Regions from separate parts of the Pelodiscus sinensis genome. Here region 1 is linked to region 2. A link is a contact called in public Hi-C data. All regions are on one chromosome and are shown on one strand. Each heading gives the region's core, a stretch centred on a gene start, on an enhancer-like site or on the middle of the called end of the contact. The rest is flanking DNA. Distances are from core to core; before and after follow the strand shown. Region 1 holds the start of ADORA3 (adenosine A3 receptor). Region 2 holds the start of DDX20 (DEAD-box helicase 20).

Evidence for each region. Hi-C and Micro-C count contacts between places; a contact is called where the count stands out from the background.
Region 1: a contact with region 2 is called in a Hi-C map of liver, with 5 times the contacts expected there. The contact joins the promoter of ADORA3 here to the promoter of DDX20 in region 2. A contact is called at or near these places in 3 of 5 Hi-C or Micro-C datasets (liver and an unstated tissue).

The regions. Positions count from the first base shown.
Region 1 is chr27:3,129,441-3,133,159 of ASM4963464v1, forward strand. ADORA3 (adenosine A3 receptor) reads left to right here and starts at 1,825. Exons shown (of 2, transcript XM_006118822.4): 1 at 1,825-2,669. The coding sequence starts at 2,320.
Region 2 is chr27:2,912,742-2,916,081 of ASM4963464v1, forward strand. It overlaps DDX20 (DEAD-box helicase 20), which reads right to left and starts at 1,659. Exons shown (of 11, transcript XM_075910073.1): 1 at 1,433-1,659; 2 at 927-1,021; 3 at 53-221. The coding sequence starts at 1,616.

The sequences.
Region 1 (3,719 bases), core at 575-3,074, 220 kb after region 2:
TGCTTGTTCTGCAGACAGCTGGCCATGGGCATTTCTGCTGAATTGGATGCTTGTGGTGCTTACTTATTAGCTAATTCCTAGCATGCGCCCCTTGCCCTCGGCTTTCTCGTTGCCCATGCTCTAGGAGCACATGGGTGTAAGTGAATGGCATGTGCCTTGACTTCTTCTGTGTGCTCATTGCAAGTCAGAACTGAGTCTTTGACTAAGGCTTATTCTCTGCATCAGTAGCCTCGGCTATGGCACCACCATCTACAAAGGCCTCCTATCCCGATTGATGTCAATGGATTAGATATAACTGAGGTTCCCTAAGGATCTGCTCCCTTGGCTTTGGTGGACATTGGACCTAGCCCCTAAAGAACCTCAATCCCAGCCCAATGCAGCCAGATTAATGCCTATTCACTAGGCAGTTCTGCTCGGCATTACACCGGAGCGACACCACTGATTTCAGTGTGTCTACACACAGGATGAAGGTGGCGCAGTATCTGTATTTCCTAAGCAGAAGTGTCTTGGCTTTTTCAGTGTATGTTTTCACCAGTTGTCTTACCACGGAAGAGGCTGGGTTGATTTCACTTCCACAGCACTGTTGCTGCTGTCAGGAACAATGTCAGCTCAGAGACAATGGATGCTTAAGAAAGTGACTGTTGGATGTGTTGCCTTCCAATGATTATATCCCGGTCCGTTGTGTTTATCATAACATGGCTTGTTATTTACATTCGGAAGAGGAAAGCACTCCCCAGAGAAGCTAGCAATATAGACCATTACAAAGCTGGCAGTTAAAGGCCAGACATGTTACTGGGAGCAGACACCATTAGAAAGGACCTTGAAATATCAGTATCACTCAGGCTGGATTTCTGTGTTTTTACAAGACACTCTTGGGACCTGGATAAAAGTTTGGGATCAACAATAGTTTTCATCCCACCATTCCACTGTGGGTTATATTTGCCATCCCTAGGGTACCATGTGTCTATCTGTAGGTCTAAATGAAATGCAAATTTAAGGGTCATAGAAACGCTTTTCCCTAACAAACTCACATGCTTTCAGCTTTGTTTAGTTATTCTTACCAACATATCACTCTGTCTCTCCTAGTTCCCTGCTGCCTTCTTCTGTTACTTCTTTCCTTTTTCTTTCCTCTAGCCATGAACTCATTCTTTGCCAGTTTCATGGCAAGGAGACCTTTGTATCTGTCATCATATTATGTAGATGCAGAGACTAAGGCCAGATCTACACTAGACCTTGAAGATTGTGTTAAGGTATGCAATCCTGGCTACATAAAACATGTAGCTGAAGTTGTCTTACCTTAAGACGAGCTTGGCACCATCTTCACAGAGGGAAGCTGAGGGGAGCAAACACTCCTGTTGGCTTCTCTTACTCTTCGCAACTGCCAGGAGTACCAGCATCAACTGAAGCTACCCTCAGTGTTTAATTTAGCGGGTCTTAACTAGACCCACTAAATCGAACACCAGAAGATCGATTCCCAGTGCGGCAAGTGGAGATGTGGCCTAAGAACGTGAAGAACCGACTAAAACCATGTGTTGCTCTCTGAACATGATTAGGGTTGAACTGATTCTGATGTCTAGTGCTAATAATTTCCACAGCCTAGGCTCTTCCACTGAGAAGGCCTTGCCTCTGCATTATGACAGGACCACCCTAGTCACAGCAGTGTCCCCTGGTGCATAGCTGTCTCAGAAGGTCATCACAAAGATAACTAGGCACCCCGCCTCTTCAGACTCTTAGTTGATGGTTAACACAGCAGGAGCTGAAAATGCATTCAAAGCCAAGTGGGAGGCTGAAATCAAACAGAATATCCTCATGACTTCCTCTTAACTACTTCACTTCCTAAGAAGAGTAGAAGTTGCTTATCTACAGTCAGATGTGGTTGACTGACATGGGTAATTCTTAAAATAAAAAAAAAAACCTGCTTGCAGCTCTGAAATAGAGTAACTGAAAAGTGACAGCGCTAGACCAAGTGAAGAAGGCAGGTGGATTTTTGGCCAGATCCCGACAAGATTTCTGACCCTCCCGAAGCACATTTCCCGAGTGCGTGAAGGATACTGACGGGGCTACAGAGAAGTCCTGGCACTGACCAAACGGATTGCACATCATGGAGATCTGGGTGCAATTTACTCCTGTGCGATGCTAAGGAGGGGTAACAGCCAGCTAGCTGCCTCATTCCATGGGGACATAAAGTTCTGCACAGGAAGTTATTGTAAAGGAAGTCACTGGGAGAGCTGAGGTTTGGTTTCATTTGGAGGGAAATCCCGCTGGGGCTTGTTCCTCTTGGTTTCTTGAGCCAGCAAAGGAGACAGCTTGCTCTTCGCCATGACAAACAGCAGCGTGTCTCACAGCAGCCTGACTGCTGTTTACATCACCGTTGAGTGCATTATTGCGCTATCCGCCACCGTGGGCAATATCCTGGTGATCTGGGTGGTGAAGCTGAACCCAGCGTTTCAGACCAACACCTTCTACTTCATCGTCTCGCTGGCGCTGGCTGATATAGCTGTGGGGATCCTCGTCATGCCGCTGGCCATTGTGGTGAGCCTGGGAGTGGTCATCCACTTCTATTCCTGCCTCTTCATGTGCTGCCTGATGGTGGTTTTCACGAATGCCTCCATCCTGTCTCTCCTGGCTATTGCCATCGACAGGTACCTGCGAGTGAAGCTGCCCACCAGGTGAGTCACTCAGGTGATCGTACTAAATGGGGGTTCAATTAATGCTTCTCCTGGTCCCTGCACCCCAGCTCAGACCTGCCCTTCAATACCTAGGTTCTACTCCGTCCTGCCTCAGGGTTGGGAGGTGGAATAGGCAACCTCTTGCAAGCCCTTCTGGCCCGACATTTCGATGATTCTGCGATTACAGATGCTCTTTGCTTCTGCCCCCCCCCCCCATCTATTTGAGGTGGCTTCAGATTGGGCAAGTTGCTCAAGCAGCAAACTCGCTTTGAACATCTGTTCCCAAAAGAGAAAGAGAATCTCTTTGTAAAAGCAGTTTAAAAGCAGATCAGTGGGGGAGAGAGACTGTGTCGTAGCTCAGTGCTAGCCCAGTAGCAAGCACAATGGAATCCTGGTACACATCTGAGGCCCCTAGATGCTACCTCAATATATATATAAAATAGCAATCATTTCAGAATTGCCTATAGGAATCAGACTGCTGCTGGAAAATCAGGGGCACCTGGTATTGGCCATTGTCGGAAGACTGGGCTACATGGACCTCTGATCTGACCCAGTCTGGCTGTTCTTATATTCATGGTTTCATCTGTTAGTCATTTTGTTGGGTGTGTAGCCTGATTTTTATATTATCTGTGTCTTTATTTATTTTGGGGGTGGTCACGCAAACTCAACCAGCAATGCCAGCCCAGGGTCAAAATGAAACAGGGGCATAAAGTGAACAGCAACATCTAATAATAGTCATTTAGACAAATCTGCCTTTTTTTCTATAACTTACATGGGCCAAGCGCATGCATGAAAAATACCAAGATGGCACAAAGGCAGACAGTACTGAGTTCTGGTGGAGTAACTGGGCTTACACATTTATTTGAATTGTGAGGTCAGCGGTAAGATGTGAGTGAACGCTCATAAAATACAAACCATCCCCTATCCTACAACAACATATTGGTGGGTAAAGGTGCAAAAGGGCCACAGAAAGACTGTGTTAGTCTAAGCAAAAGGCCTACCTATATAATTCAAGCACCATGTTAAGATTATGCACGGTTAACAAGAGAA
Region 2 (3,340 bases), core at 409-2,908:
AAGTGTCTCACTGAATTGTGACTAAAGTAGAATCAATCAAATGTGCTCTTACCTGGAGAGCCTACAGCTATGTGACACTTCTTTAGTCTCATTTTGTCTTGGTTCAAAGGAGTCCCTCCAATGAAGACATGACATTCCAAGCCCTCCATTTTGATTCCAATAGTTGTGATAACTGCATGAATCTGCACTGCAATTTCTCTTGTTGGAGCTAAGACCAGGATCTGAAATAATAAAGAATTTGGCTTTGAAGGGACAGTGATGGCTCACTGGATTAGAGACAGATCTTTTACCTCTACATCACCTTTTTAACTATAATGTAGGCTGCCAGTGACAAAGTTTTTACCCCTGTTGTTTCATGCCTTGAATAACACCTGCTGGGAGTCAAGTCCAGTTTTTACTGAACAGGTTCTCTCCTTCATCCCCTAAATCAATAACTTGAGACTCAATTCCCTCAACCCTGTACAGCAGACCTGAAGCACACGGATTCAATTATATACACGGAACTCTATCACACAGGTTGTCAAGCCAACAAGGTGCCTTTTTGTGCTTGTAAACCTAAAAATGACCAACCAAAAAAGCATGTATGTTTCCCTTATGGCCCCACCCCATATTAATTTCATTATAACCTATCAAGCTATCTACTACGAACATCAATTACAAAATAAGTCAAGAGCTCCATAGCACTGCATTCTCAGTAGGAACTTCTGGCACCAACGCACTGAGATTTGACAGTGAATCACATGCTGAACTTCATTCAAGATGTGGACAGCCACATAGCCCAGACTAAATTGACCAATATCCTGTCCTGCACATGGCGTTCAGTGTAAAACTTGAGGTCCAGGTGATCATCTCTATGGTTATTGAAACAGCTTGGACAAGGACCTGCAGACATTCCCAGGCCACACCACATCTTGAGGGAGGCTCACCTGGGTTGCTGGGTTTTCCAGGATGAGGGAATCGAGGGCAATGGTGGAGAACACACAGGTTTTGCCAGTGCCGGATTTTGCCTGCACAATAAGATCTGAAAGGGTTTGAAAGGCTCGAGTCAGGCAGCAGCCTCGCCCAGGTGATGCACTTTTATTAGGGGCTTTACTCTGGGTTTGGGACGCCTCCCGGTACCCTGGACAGAGGCACAAGTCTCCACCAGCCTCCCCTCCCCTGCAGGAGCAAACCGCCAGCCCTTGCTCCCCCCTCCTCTTTCCACCCATCACGAGACCCCTCCCCTTGGCAAACCCTGCTTCCCCCCCTCCCCCCGAAACTTCAGATTCCCGTTGCCCCCCCCGAGGCCCCCCCGCCTCTTCCCCCCCCCCGCTGGGGGCGACTCCCCCCCCCCCCCCCCGCCAGGGATGATTCCCGGTCCCCTCTCCCCCAAACCCCCCCCCCTTCTTTTTCCCCTCCCCTCGCCGGGGGCGACTCTCGGCCCCCCCCTCACCCAGGCCGCAGCGCCCCAGCGGGATGGCCTTGAGCTGCACCGGCGAAGGCCGGAGGAACCCGGCGGCCTCCAGCCCCGCCAGCACCGGGGCCGACAGCAGCAGCGACCCGAAGTCGGCCGGGCCGCCGGGGATCAGCACGTCCCGCGTGCGGAGCCGGGGCTCGGCCGCCGCGTTAGCCGCCATCTTGGGAAGCGGCTGGGACAGGGGAGGGGCGGGTTTGAGATCTCGCGAGGCGGTCCCCCTGGCAACAAACGTTATCAGCAGCCCCGCCGCGCGAACACGGCCGGGGGGGAAGAAACCATTGTGCGGGCAGGGGAAGGGGAGTGCGGAAGGAACCATTGTGCGGGCAGGGGAAGGGGAGTGCGGAAGGAACCATTGTGCGGGCAGGGGAATGGGAGTGCGGAAGGAACCATTGTGGGCTGGTTGACAGAGTCCTATGCACTGAAAGGAGGCGGGGGCACAGGGGGGCTCCTAGGAGGGGGCACAAAGGGGCGCAGAAGACTATGGGGGAAATATGACTCAGATGGGGCATTTCCCCCCTCAGGAGCCCCCACTTGTTCCCCTACCCCACAGAGTACCCCCTTCCCCCCACTTCACAGGGGCTCCCCATGGGCCCCCCACTTGCCCCCCTCTCAAGATCCCCCACTTGTTCCCCCCCTCTTGTCCCCCCCAGGACCCCCCACTAGTTCCCCCCAACAGGGCATCTCCCAGTTATCTCCCCACAGAGCATCCCCCATTTGTCGTCCGCCCCCCCCACAGGTTCCCTCACTTGTTTCCCCCCCCTCAGGACCCCCCCACTTGTCCCCCTTCACAGAGCCTCCCCCCTTGTCCCCTTCCCCCCAGGGCTCCCCACTTGTCCCCCCCACACACAAGGCATCCCCAGTTGTCTCCCCACAGAACCTCCCCCACTTGTTCCCCCCACCCCACAGGGCACTCCCCACTTGTCCACAGAGATGCTTCCCTTCATGAGTACTCTCCCAGATCTTGGCACCCAACCCATGCTATATCACATTAATCAGACAAAGTGGGTTTATTCATGACAGCTCATACCCAAATAAATCTGCAAGTCTTTAAGGTGCCACAGGACTCCTTGTTTTCTTTGCAGATACAGACTAACACAGCTACCCCTGGGAGGCATTCATCAGAGTTAATGTACAGTCCCCGCAAGATCCTGTGTAGGATCAATGGCCATGCCCATCCAGCTGGGCCTTGTATTCTGCTTTTGTATGGGGAAACACATGACAGTCACTTGTTATTTTCTACCTCTGGTTACTATGATCTTAGTCTAGAGAGTCAAAGGCAACAGGATAGCTTAAAAGCTTCTCTCTCACCAGCAGAAGTTGGTCTCCTTGAAGACATAACCTCACCCACCTGCTTGCTCTAATATCCTGGGACTGACATGGCTACTACAACACTGAATACAACGTGCAGGACAATGTAGCACTTTAAAGACTAACAAGATGGTTTATTAGATGATGAGCTTTCGTGGGCCAGACCCACTTCCTCAGATCAAATAGTGGAAGAAAATAGTCACAACCATGTATACCAAAGGATACACTTAAAAAAAATGAACACATATGAAAAGGACAAATCACATGTTAGTCTTTAAACTGCTACATTGTCCTGCATTTTGCTTCAGCTACCCCAGACTAACACGGCTACATTTCTATCACTGAATACAACGTTATTCCTATTTGCCCTGCAAAGGAGCAGATTGGGCTAGCTGCATACAGTGTAGACAGTTTCTTGTCAGCAGAGGGTGCTGCCATTGCACATATTGTGTTTCCTTTATTAATTCTGACACACATGCGTGGCTTAAAAAGGTCTCTGTGTGTGACAGGATGACAGAGTGCATGTAGGATTTCCCAGAGGAGATGTGGGGAAAATTTGCTCTCCCTGATGAAAGG